Linked DNA regions of Sus scrofa: region 1 is linked to region 2. A link is a contact called in public HiChIP or PLAC-seq data. All regions are on one chromosome and are shown on one strand. Each heading gives the region's core, a stretch centred on a gene start, on an enhancer-like site or on the middle of the called end of the contact. The rest is flanking DNA. Distances are from core to core; before and after follow the strand shown.

Region 1 (4,810 bases), core at 1,993-4,492, 230 kb after region 2:
ATTATTAATATACAAACAGCTCAAACAACTTAATATCAAAAAAACAATCCAATAAAAAAATGAGAAGACCTAAATAGACATTTCTCCAAAGAAGCCATACAGATAGACAACAGGTACATGAAAAGATGCTCAATATCACTAGAGAAATGGAATCGAAACTACAATGAGGTATCACCTCACACCAGTCAGAATGGCCAAGATTAAAAAAGTCTACAAATAGGAGTTCTCTCTGTGATAGAATGGGATTGGTGGCATCCCTGCAGTGCCAGGTTGCAGGTTTGATCCCTGGCCTGGCACAGTCGGTTAAAAAATCCAGTGTTGCCGTACCTGCAGTGCAGGTCACAACTGCGGCTTGGTTCTAATCTCAGATCTGGATCTGATTCCTGACCCAGGAACTCCATATCTAAAAGAAAAAAAAAGTCTACAAATAACAATGCTATAGAGGATGTGGAAAGAAAGGAATCCTCTTACACTGTTGGTGGGAATGTAAATTGGCGCAGCCACTACAGAGAACAGTATGGAGGTTCCATAAAAAACTAAAAATAGAGTTACCATATGATACTGCAATCTCACTCCTGGGCATATATCCAGAGAAAACTCTAACTCAAAACAATACATGCAGAGGTCTCATTGTGGCTCATCAGGAATGAATCCCCTGACTAGCATCTGTGAGGATGCAGGTTCAATCCCTGGCTTCAATCACTGGGTTAAGGATCCAGCATTGCGTTGTAGGCCACAGACACGGCTTGGATCTGGTGTTGCTGTGGCTGGGGTGTAGGCCAGCAACTACAGCTCCAATTCAACCCCTGGACTGGGAACATCCCTATGTCACAGTGTGGCCCTAAAAAGACCAAAAAGGAGTTCCCATCGTGGCTCAGTGGCTAGTGAATCTGTCTAGGAACCATGAGGTTGCGGGTTTGATCCCTGGCCTTGCTCAGTGGGTTAAGGATCTGGCGTTGCCGTGAGCTGTGGTGTAGGTTGCAGATGTGGCTCAGAACCCGTGTTGCTGTGGCTCTGGCGTAGGCCGGTGGCTACAGCTCCGATTGGACCCCTAGCCTGGGAAACCTCCATATGCCACGGGATAGGCCCTAGAAAAGACAAAAAAAAAAAAAAAAAAGATACATTCACCCAAAGCAGCACTATTTACAATAGCCAAGACATGGAAGCAACCTAAAAGTCTATCAACAGATGAATGGATGAAGATGGATGTATCTATAGCTATATAGATAGATATCACTTGACCATAAAAAAGAATGAATAATGCATTTGCAGTAGCATGGATGGACCTAGAGATTGTCATATTAATTGAAGTCAGATAAAGAAAGACAAATATGGAGTTCCTGTCGGGGCACAGCAGAAACGAATCTGACTAGGAACCCCGAGGTTTCAGGTTTGATCCCTGGCCTCGCTCAGTGGGTTAAGGATCTGGTGTTGCCGTGAGCTGTGGTGTAGGTCACAGAGGCAGCTCAGATCTGATGTTGCTGTGCTGTGGTGTAGGCCAGCAGCTACAGCTCCCATTAGACCCCTAGCCTAGGAACCTCCAAATGCTGTGGGGGCAGCCCTAAAAAGACAAAAAAGAAAAAAAAAAAGACAAATATATGATGTCACTTATATATGGAATCTTAAAAAAAATGATACAAATGATACAAAACAGACATAGACTCATGGATATAGAAAACAAACTTAGGGTTACCAAAGGATAGAGCAGGAGGGTCCCAGAAGAGATAAACTAGGAATTTGGGATTAGGATATACACACCATCATGTATAAGATAGGTAAACAAGGACCTACTGTATAGCACTGGGAACCATACTCAATATCCTGTAATAATCCATAATGAAAAATAATCTGAAAAAGAATATATATGTGTGCGTGTGTGTGTGTGTGTAACTGAATCACTTTGCTATACACCTGAAACTCACAGTAAATTAAATACTGTTAAAAAAAGAAATACAGTGAGTTCCTGTTGTGGTGCAGCGGAAACAAATCCGACTAGGAACCATGAGGTTGCAGGTTCAATCCCTGGCCTCGCTCAGTGGGTTAAGGATCTGGTGTTGCTGTGAACTCTGATGTAGGTCACAGACGTGGCTCAGATGTGGTGTTGCTATGGCTCTGGCATAGGCTGGCAGCTGCAGCTCCGATTGGACCCCTAGCCTGGGAACCTCCATATGACAAGGGTGAGGCCCTAAAAAGACAAAAGAGAAAAAATAAAAAAATACAAAAAATGATAAATGAATATATTATAATGCAAAAAGTCATAAAATTGATTTAATGGATGCTATGAAGTAGAAAAATGCTCCTGAATTTTTATTATCTAAAAATAAACATCAATATTTGTACTAAAATAATTACTATTATTAAAAATGAAAAAAATTATTGAAAGGATTAAATGAGGTTATGTATATTTTTTAAATTACCACAAATACCAGCTACAATTATTGTTACTCACTAAATGGGTAATAATAATTACCCAATAGGCTGGGGGTGTTCTGAGAGTAGAGATCATCAGGCTTTAGCAGAGCTCTGCATCTAAACCAAGGCACTAAATAAAAATGGTTAACTAGGAGTTCCCTGGTGGCTCAGCAGGTTAAGGATCCAGCCTTTTCACTGCTGTGGTAAGAGGTTCAAACCCTGTTCTGCCAACTTCCACATGCCACTGGCCCGACCAAAAAAAAGAAAAAAAAAAAAAGTAAGAAGCACTTACTATGTTGTCAGGCACTCTATGTGACCTAATTCCGTCCTCTCCACAAGCTATTAGAAGGGCATTCATATTTTCTCCATTTTACAGATTAAAGAAACCGAGGCTGAGATTAAGTCACCCAAGTTAGAGAACTGAAGAGCCACAACTTCAACACATGAAGCCCAAAAGAAGAATTAGTGTCCTTTTATATTATACATTCCGTTCCGCAAAACTCAGGACCAGCAAAGGTCATGGGTGAGAACATCGAAGACGGAAATCAATGGGGCCAGGGGTCAGCAGGAAGTCGCTACAGGACTCTAAATCTAGCGGTCTCTGTCATAGCGGAACTGGAGGAGCGTTACTAAAGATAGTTGACCTAGCTTTCTCAATCGCATCTCAGCTGATGGGACCTTAAGTTACCAGGACTCTGGGGTGGGTGGCGGTGGGGGTTGGGGTGGAGCGAAAATGCATAGGAACCAGCGAAGCGTCCCAGGTGACGGCCATAATGGGAGGGGAAAATGGCGCGTGCGCGGCATCCGGGTTCCTCAGCGCGCTCCTACCGCAGACGTGGCAGAAGGAGTGGCCCTGGAACGTGGGGGTGGAACTTCCGGGGGCGAAGGGCCGGCTTCCTCGGAACCGGAAGTGGAGCCTGGGAGCCTTGACGTTAGGAACGAAGTCGAACCTGGATCTGGAGCCGGGTGAGGAGTGGCTTCGGGAGGTTGGTGGGTAGAAAGCAGAAGAGAGGCCGGGGTATCACTGGCCAGATTGGGGTCCGGTCTCAGAAGAATGGGAGGAGCCCGGGGCGGGGCCCAGGGAGAGACCCTCACCTCAGGCATCCACAGTCCAGGATCAGTCCTAGACCCTCCCTTCTCCCCTCTTGGCCCAGATTCCGGCTCCCGCTTCCTGCCCTGAGCCTGCTGAAGGGCGAGAGACCCTTGATCTACTGCTTAGTGGACCAGCCCTCTCTCTCATCGTGGCCTGAGAAGCTGGCTTGGCTTCTCGGGTTTGAGCCCCGACGCTCCCAGCCTCCACAGTTCGACTACTTTAAGAGTTCTAGGAAGCTTGCCCCGCCCCCTGGGTTGTCACCCTTGACTGTCCACTCAGAGACTTGAGCCTTACTTCAAACTCTTGGGTGTATTTGAAAGGGTTATTTCCTCGAAAAGAAGCTCCTTTTCTGCCATCCCCACTCCCACACTGACTTTAGGAGGATAAAGGTGAAGAGGACGTCTGTCAAGCTTCATGTGGTGCTCTGTGCTAGGTTTAGTATTTGGAAGAACAGCTCCCGAGATGGCGTTGAATTTAAAGAGTTCTAGTCCAGAAGCAGCTCAGTTTTTCTGTGGTCAAAATGGCCCTTCCTAGCAAAGGGGAGAGGCCCATTGTTCCATTGCAGAAACTGAACTTTTTTGCTTCCTGGGCCCCTTCTGTCTATAGGATATTTGGAATGATCAGGCTATGTAGAGTAGTAGATATGATCAGAGAGTCTTCTTCTTGAAAGGACCCTGGAAAGGCTCTCCAGTTCATTCCTCTTTTGCTGGAAAAGATTGTGATAATTTCGGTGGTGGCCTAGATTCATGACATATAAGGAGAGCACAAACTGGAGAGTTGGAGAAGTGCATTGAGATTTGAAATACTCATAGTCCCTCTGCTAGAAGGATAAGGTGAATGATCTTTTTCCGTGAAATGTAACTTTGCCACTGATCTTTGAACTGTTTCCCTGGGTTGTTGTGAGATGTTTTGTGCCAGGCCTGCACTTAATTCTAATCTGGTAACTTGCTAGAGTTTTCAACTGTTCTTTACATTTATTGATTTTTAATGCTTCAGTTCTAAGGTCCATACACTCTTGGTGGGAATACTGGGGATGGAGAAGCACTTGATTTACTGCAGTTTAACCAAAAAATGTCTTTTCTCTAGCCGGTTACTCTAAAATTTGCCTTCTGAGGGGGAGGGAATTTTGCCGATCTGTTTTAGCTATGAAGTCTGAGTGATTAAAAATGACTAGCACACTAGAAGGTATTCATTTTTGTGGAATGAATGGATGCTAGAGTTAATGAATGGAAAGTGGGAACATTGTTTCAGTTACCTGTAATATCACAGCAGTTCATCAGTGGTATGACTAGACACTAGAAATCG
Region 2 (4,756 bases), core at 1,062-3,561:
GGCTATAAAAGAGGTGAAGTACTGACACCTGCTGCAATGTGGATGAACGTCAAAAACACAAGCCAGATATCAAAGGACGCAATAATATAATTCCCTTCATATGAAATACCAAAAACAGGTAAATCCAGGGACGGAAAGCAGATCCGTGATTGCCAAAGGTGGGGTTGAAGGGGGAAAGAGGGGAAGCTGCTTAATGGTTATGTGTTTATTTGCGGGAAGTGATGAAAATGTTTTGGAACTAGACATAGGTGGTGGTTGCACAACAATGTGAATATACTAAATGCCATTTAAACACTCACTTTAAAAGTATTAATTTTATGTGAATTTCACATTAAAAAAAGAGAGAGGTAAAAAATTATTCCCAGATAAACTGCCTCCAGAGACAGGGAATGACAGGATAAAAATGTTGACAGAGGTTGGTTTTACCATGAATGAAGTAACTATTAACGTTCAAATCAGGGATTGTGTCTTGGTACAAAAATGGTCTGACATTTAATCCTTTGGACCAGATCTGTTAGGAAAAAACTTAAGAATCATCATTCGGCTGAGATGTAGGTGACAATAATCAAATAAAATCCCTCCCCAACTCATCCAGCTACTATCCATTATCATACAACATGGCTCTTGCAAACCACTGTCCTCAGGTTAAGGGGGGAAGTAATTTGATCTTCCTTTGTCTTTCTTTCTCATCTTTTCATTCCACTCCTATATTCTCTCCCCTCATCCCACAGATGAAGGACAGGTTTAAAGTCCACAGAACAGAGATAACTAAACTCATCTGCATATATTCCCAGCAATAAAGAAGAAACTAGACCTATACATAGTACATTATTTTAGGATTTAAGGATCATATCTCTTTAGCAAAGGGTGGATGGAACTCTCTTCACATCTCAGGGTTGCATTTCCAAAAACTGACTTCTTTCCTCTACTTTTTTTTTTTTTTTTTTTTTGGTCGCACCCACGGCCTATGAAAGTTCCCCAGGCCAGGGACAGAATCTGAGCTACAGCTACGCAATGCAGATCTTAAACCTGCTGTGCCACAGTGGGAACTCCTCTTACCTCTACTTTTAACCACCAAACATCCTCATCACATTCCCAGAATCACGGCGATTCTAGAAGAAGCATTTTTCTGCTTGCTCTATCTACCCAACTCCCTCAAACAAGACACCACCTTCTTACACTTTGAAAGTTCTTTTGTTTATAGATACAGAGGAAAAGTATCTTTGAGATAACTCACGAGTCTTAAATCCTAGGATTAATGATAAATATCTTCCTGATATTCAACCAAAGGCCTTTTTACTGCAATAAAAGCCAATTAAGACCAGAAAGTTACTTATCTGCTTCTCCAAAGAGAGGTCTTCCTCCAACAGAAGATAAACTTCAATAGAGGAATGACTGAACTGGCTCTAAGTCAAGGGATCACACATCTTGGGGAGGCATGGTATTGGTGAAATCCCTGATATCAGAGTTATCCTCTGTGCCTAAGTAGGCTCATGATACAAATGAACTAGTTTTCTGGCAGGAAGATAAAAAGGTGGGAATGAGAAGCCAGGTCTTTCCATTTCTGTCTGTATACAAATTCAGGCTCATGGCTGAGTTGCGTACTCAGGCTCTCCAGTTCTAACTTTCCTCCAGAGAGGCACAAGACCCTCCAAGCTGGGAGAGGGAAAGGTCTGAACTGAAACGAAGACAGTAACTTGGGCTCTAATTTATTTCCAGTATATAAGAGAAAGAACACCAATACCAAGGACTGGAAAGGAGAGGAGACGTGAACTGAATGGCCTACAAAACCTCTTACCTTCCATCACCTAATTCCCTAAAATATTAGCCTATTCCCACACCTAGGATGGGAGGTCTCCCATCTCTGGGCCTCCTTACCACCAAAAGTCTCAAATTTCACCTATATCCGTCATCTTCTCACCATCTCCAAACCAGGGAGGTTCATCTAATTTTCTCTAATCAGCAAACAAAAAATGTCTTTCGGGAATTAGGGAAGAGAAGGGTGAATAAGCCAGTCATTGGAGTTGGGAAAAAGAAAAGGAGAAATACATTAGGAACATTGCTATTATGACAACATTCAGCTGCTTAATCAGTGATTAACACTCCTTGGGGTGATAAATGCTTTACTCAACTATAAACTAAGCAAGCAGAGGAGCTGATGGAAAAGTAACTTACCCTGCTAAGCCCTCAGCTTCCTTCCTTCTCTCTTTCTTCCAAGTGAAATAAATGCTTGATCTCTTCAAATCTAGCTTGTGGCTAACTTGCAGCTGTCCCTTCATATCACTTTCCTTCGCAAACTGCTGAAATGCTGGGTCTCCGTGATAAGGTGTGCCCTGCCAAGCAAACAACACTGAATTCACCCTAATGAGGAAAGTAAGAACCTGGCCCCCTGCCCAAGGACTTCTCTCTTTCTGACCTTCCTTCTTTGCCAAGAAGGCTCAGAACTTGTCAACACTCCCAAACTCACCAGAGGCCAGGCAGACTGAGGAAAGACGAAACCGACTGCTTCTTGGATTTCTCTCACTAAGGCAGCATTTCTGCTCTCAGTCCATTAACGTCAGGAAAAAACCCTTGGGATTAGTTCAGAAGTCAATATTTGATTAGAAAGGGTTAAGCACTAGCCCAGAGAAACAGGAACGCTTGGAGGTCTAGATGTCATTCTCAACTCAGGATTAGTTCTCCCAAGCCAAAAGTCCTTTTTAGCGAAACAAACTAATTCAACAACTCACAATGACCAGTGCAGGCTTAAGTACAAATGTAATACTCAGAAAAGGACAATAGAAACGGTCATTTCAGAGTTCCCACTGTGGCTCAGCAAGTTAAGAACCCGACGTAGTGTCCACGAGGATGCAGGTTCAATCCCTAGCCTCACCCAGTGGGTAAAGGATCTGGCATTGCTGCAAGCTGCTGCATAGGTCACAGATACAGCTCGGATCCAGCACTTCTGTGACCAGAAGGTGTGGGCCACTAGGTGTGGCTGTGATTCAACCCCTAATCTGGGAACTTTCATATGCCATAGGTTGGCCCTAAAAAGAAAAAAAAAAAAAAAAAAAAAAAAAGGAGAAGAAACAGTCATTTCATGGTGCAGAAGGAAATCAATTAATAGACGAAACATCCAGAAGTAATTTGTAAAATTCAATTTCCCTGAAAGGAGAACAAGGTACTTTCTGGGTAAATATCATCAGGGGCATTCCACCAATTTATTTTAAAAGAGGTATAAAATTTTCTGGAATATGAAAGTAAGCAAGACCAAAATGTTAATGACTAAAAATGCACATTATTTCTAGGAACAGAAAACAAAAAAAGAATCAACTCAAACATCTCATTCCTTCCTGTCATGGATGCTAATCCAGGGAATTTAATTCCACATTCCTAGCTCCTTTTCCCTTGGAGCTATCAAACTCCAGAATTTAGCAGAAGTTAGTGAAGTGGTCCTATATAAATGTAAGATCTGATTCTGTTTACATCCAGCCCCAGCTATGTCACTTACCTGCCTCTGTGAACATCATCAAACTGGGGAAGAGAACCACTTGCAATGAGGTCCTGGACTGTGACAAGTAAATCTATATATGAAAAGATGCAGAGAATGGACTCCAAAGGAATCTCAAACTGTCGAAAGCATAAACTATAGGCAGGGAAAGTGGAAGAAAAGTATTAAGTATGCAACAAAACATTACATAACATTACGTAGATCAGCTGTGGACAAGGGAAGATCAGTCATAATATGCAAAAGTCCTGAATAAAATAGGGGCAATTCAATTTAATCAACAAATTTAACAAGCAGAACATTTAAAGGTTATGAGGTCTGTTAAAAACGGCTGAACTGCAAAAGGTAAAGGAAGTCAGAGAATGCCTTTTCTTAGTCAGATGTGTCATCTTTGAATGCAAAGGGAGATGATACATAGAAAAAAATTTATATTGAATAGTAACATACATTTTACCATCATTACTACCTGGTCTGGTAGACATTTAAATTTACAATTTAGAAAGATCTGAACTTTTCACAATTTGCATTCATCATGAGTTACATTTCTTAAAAAAAACTTTAAAAATACTTTTATGGTTTGTTGTGAAACTATTGAGAAGACAGACTGGAAAGAGGTTCCTATTCAACAAGTAGGAAGGGATCTGTGAGGCACTTGGTGATGATTCAACCACTCTTATGTATACTTCCTTGAGTTCCATTACTTCTTATTTTCTCCTTTTTAATTTTTACCATTAACCTATAATTCCTCTAGTTTGCTAATGATGCTTTATGTTTACCCATGATTCCCATAAATACTACATAACCCTACTGATGGACCTAAGGGCTAACAAAGTTCCTGGTACCTGATACCTCAGTTAAGCTTTTAACTTAGAGATGCAGAGTTTTTATAAACCAATAACATCCAGAAGACTCTTTAAGGTAAAAAAGTACATAGTAACTTTATTTATTTATTTTTTCTTTTTGCCATTTCTTGGGCTGCTTCCTCAGCATATGGAGGTTCCCAGGCTAGGGGTTTAATCGGAGCTGTAGCTGCTGGTCTACACCAGAGTCACAGCAACACCAGATCCTTAACCCACTGAGCAAGGCCAGGGATCGAACCTGCAACCTCATGGTTCCTAGTCGGATTTGTTAACCAATGAGCCACGACGGGAACTCTGTGCATAGTAACTTTAAAGGCAGCACTTGAACTGAGATGCAAGTTAATATTACAGCAAGTAGAAGCTGTAATGATCAACAATTTGTGTTTTGTTTGCTACCCAGAATTAGGTA

What was found. HiChIP or PLAC-seq counts read pairs in DNA pulled down with a chosen protein or histone mark.
Region 1: a contact with region 2 is called in an H3K27ac HiChIP or PLAC-seq map of alveolar macrophages. The contact joins the promoter of SEC24C here to the promoter of MSS51 in region 2. A contact is called at or near these places in 3 of 5 promoter capture datasets (fetal liver, fetal skeletal muscle and liver), 3 of 47 Hi-C or Micro-C datasets (liver, psoas muscle and skeletal muscle) and 2 of 2 datasets of contacts at active chromatin or transcription factors (alveolar macrophages and skeletal muscle).

What each region holds. Positions count from the first base shown.
Region 1 is chr14:76,470,464-76,475,273 of Sscrofa11.1, forward strand. SEC24C (protein transport protein Sec24C) reads left to right here and starts at 3,243. Exons shown (of 24, transcript XM_013983347.2): 1 at 3,243-3,378.
Region 2 is chr14:76,245,103-76,249,858 of Sscrofa11.1, forward strand. MSS51 (putative protein MSS51 homolog, mitochondrial) reads right to left here and starts at 2,312. Exons shown (of 7, transcript XM_013983344.2): 1 at 2,176-2,312. PPP3CB (serine/threonine-protein phosphatase 2B catalytic subunit beta isoform) reads right to left here. Exons shown (of 23, transcript XM_021072583.1): 15 at 3,491-4,756; 16 at 2,468-2,570; 17 at 2,176-2,333.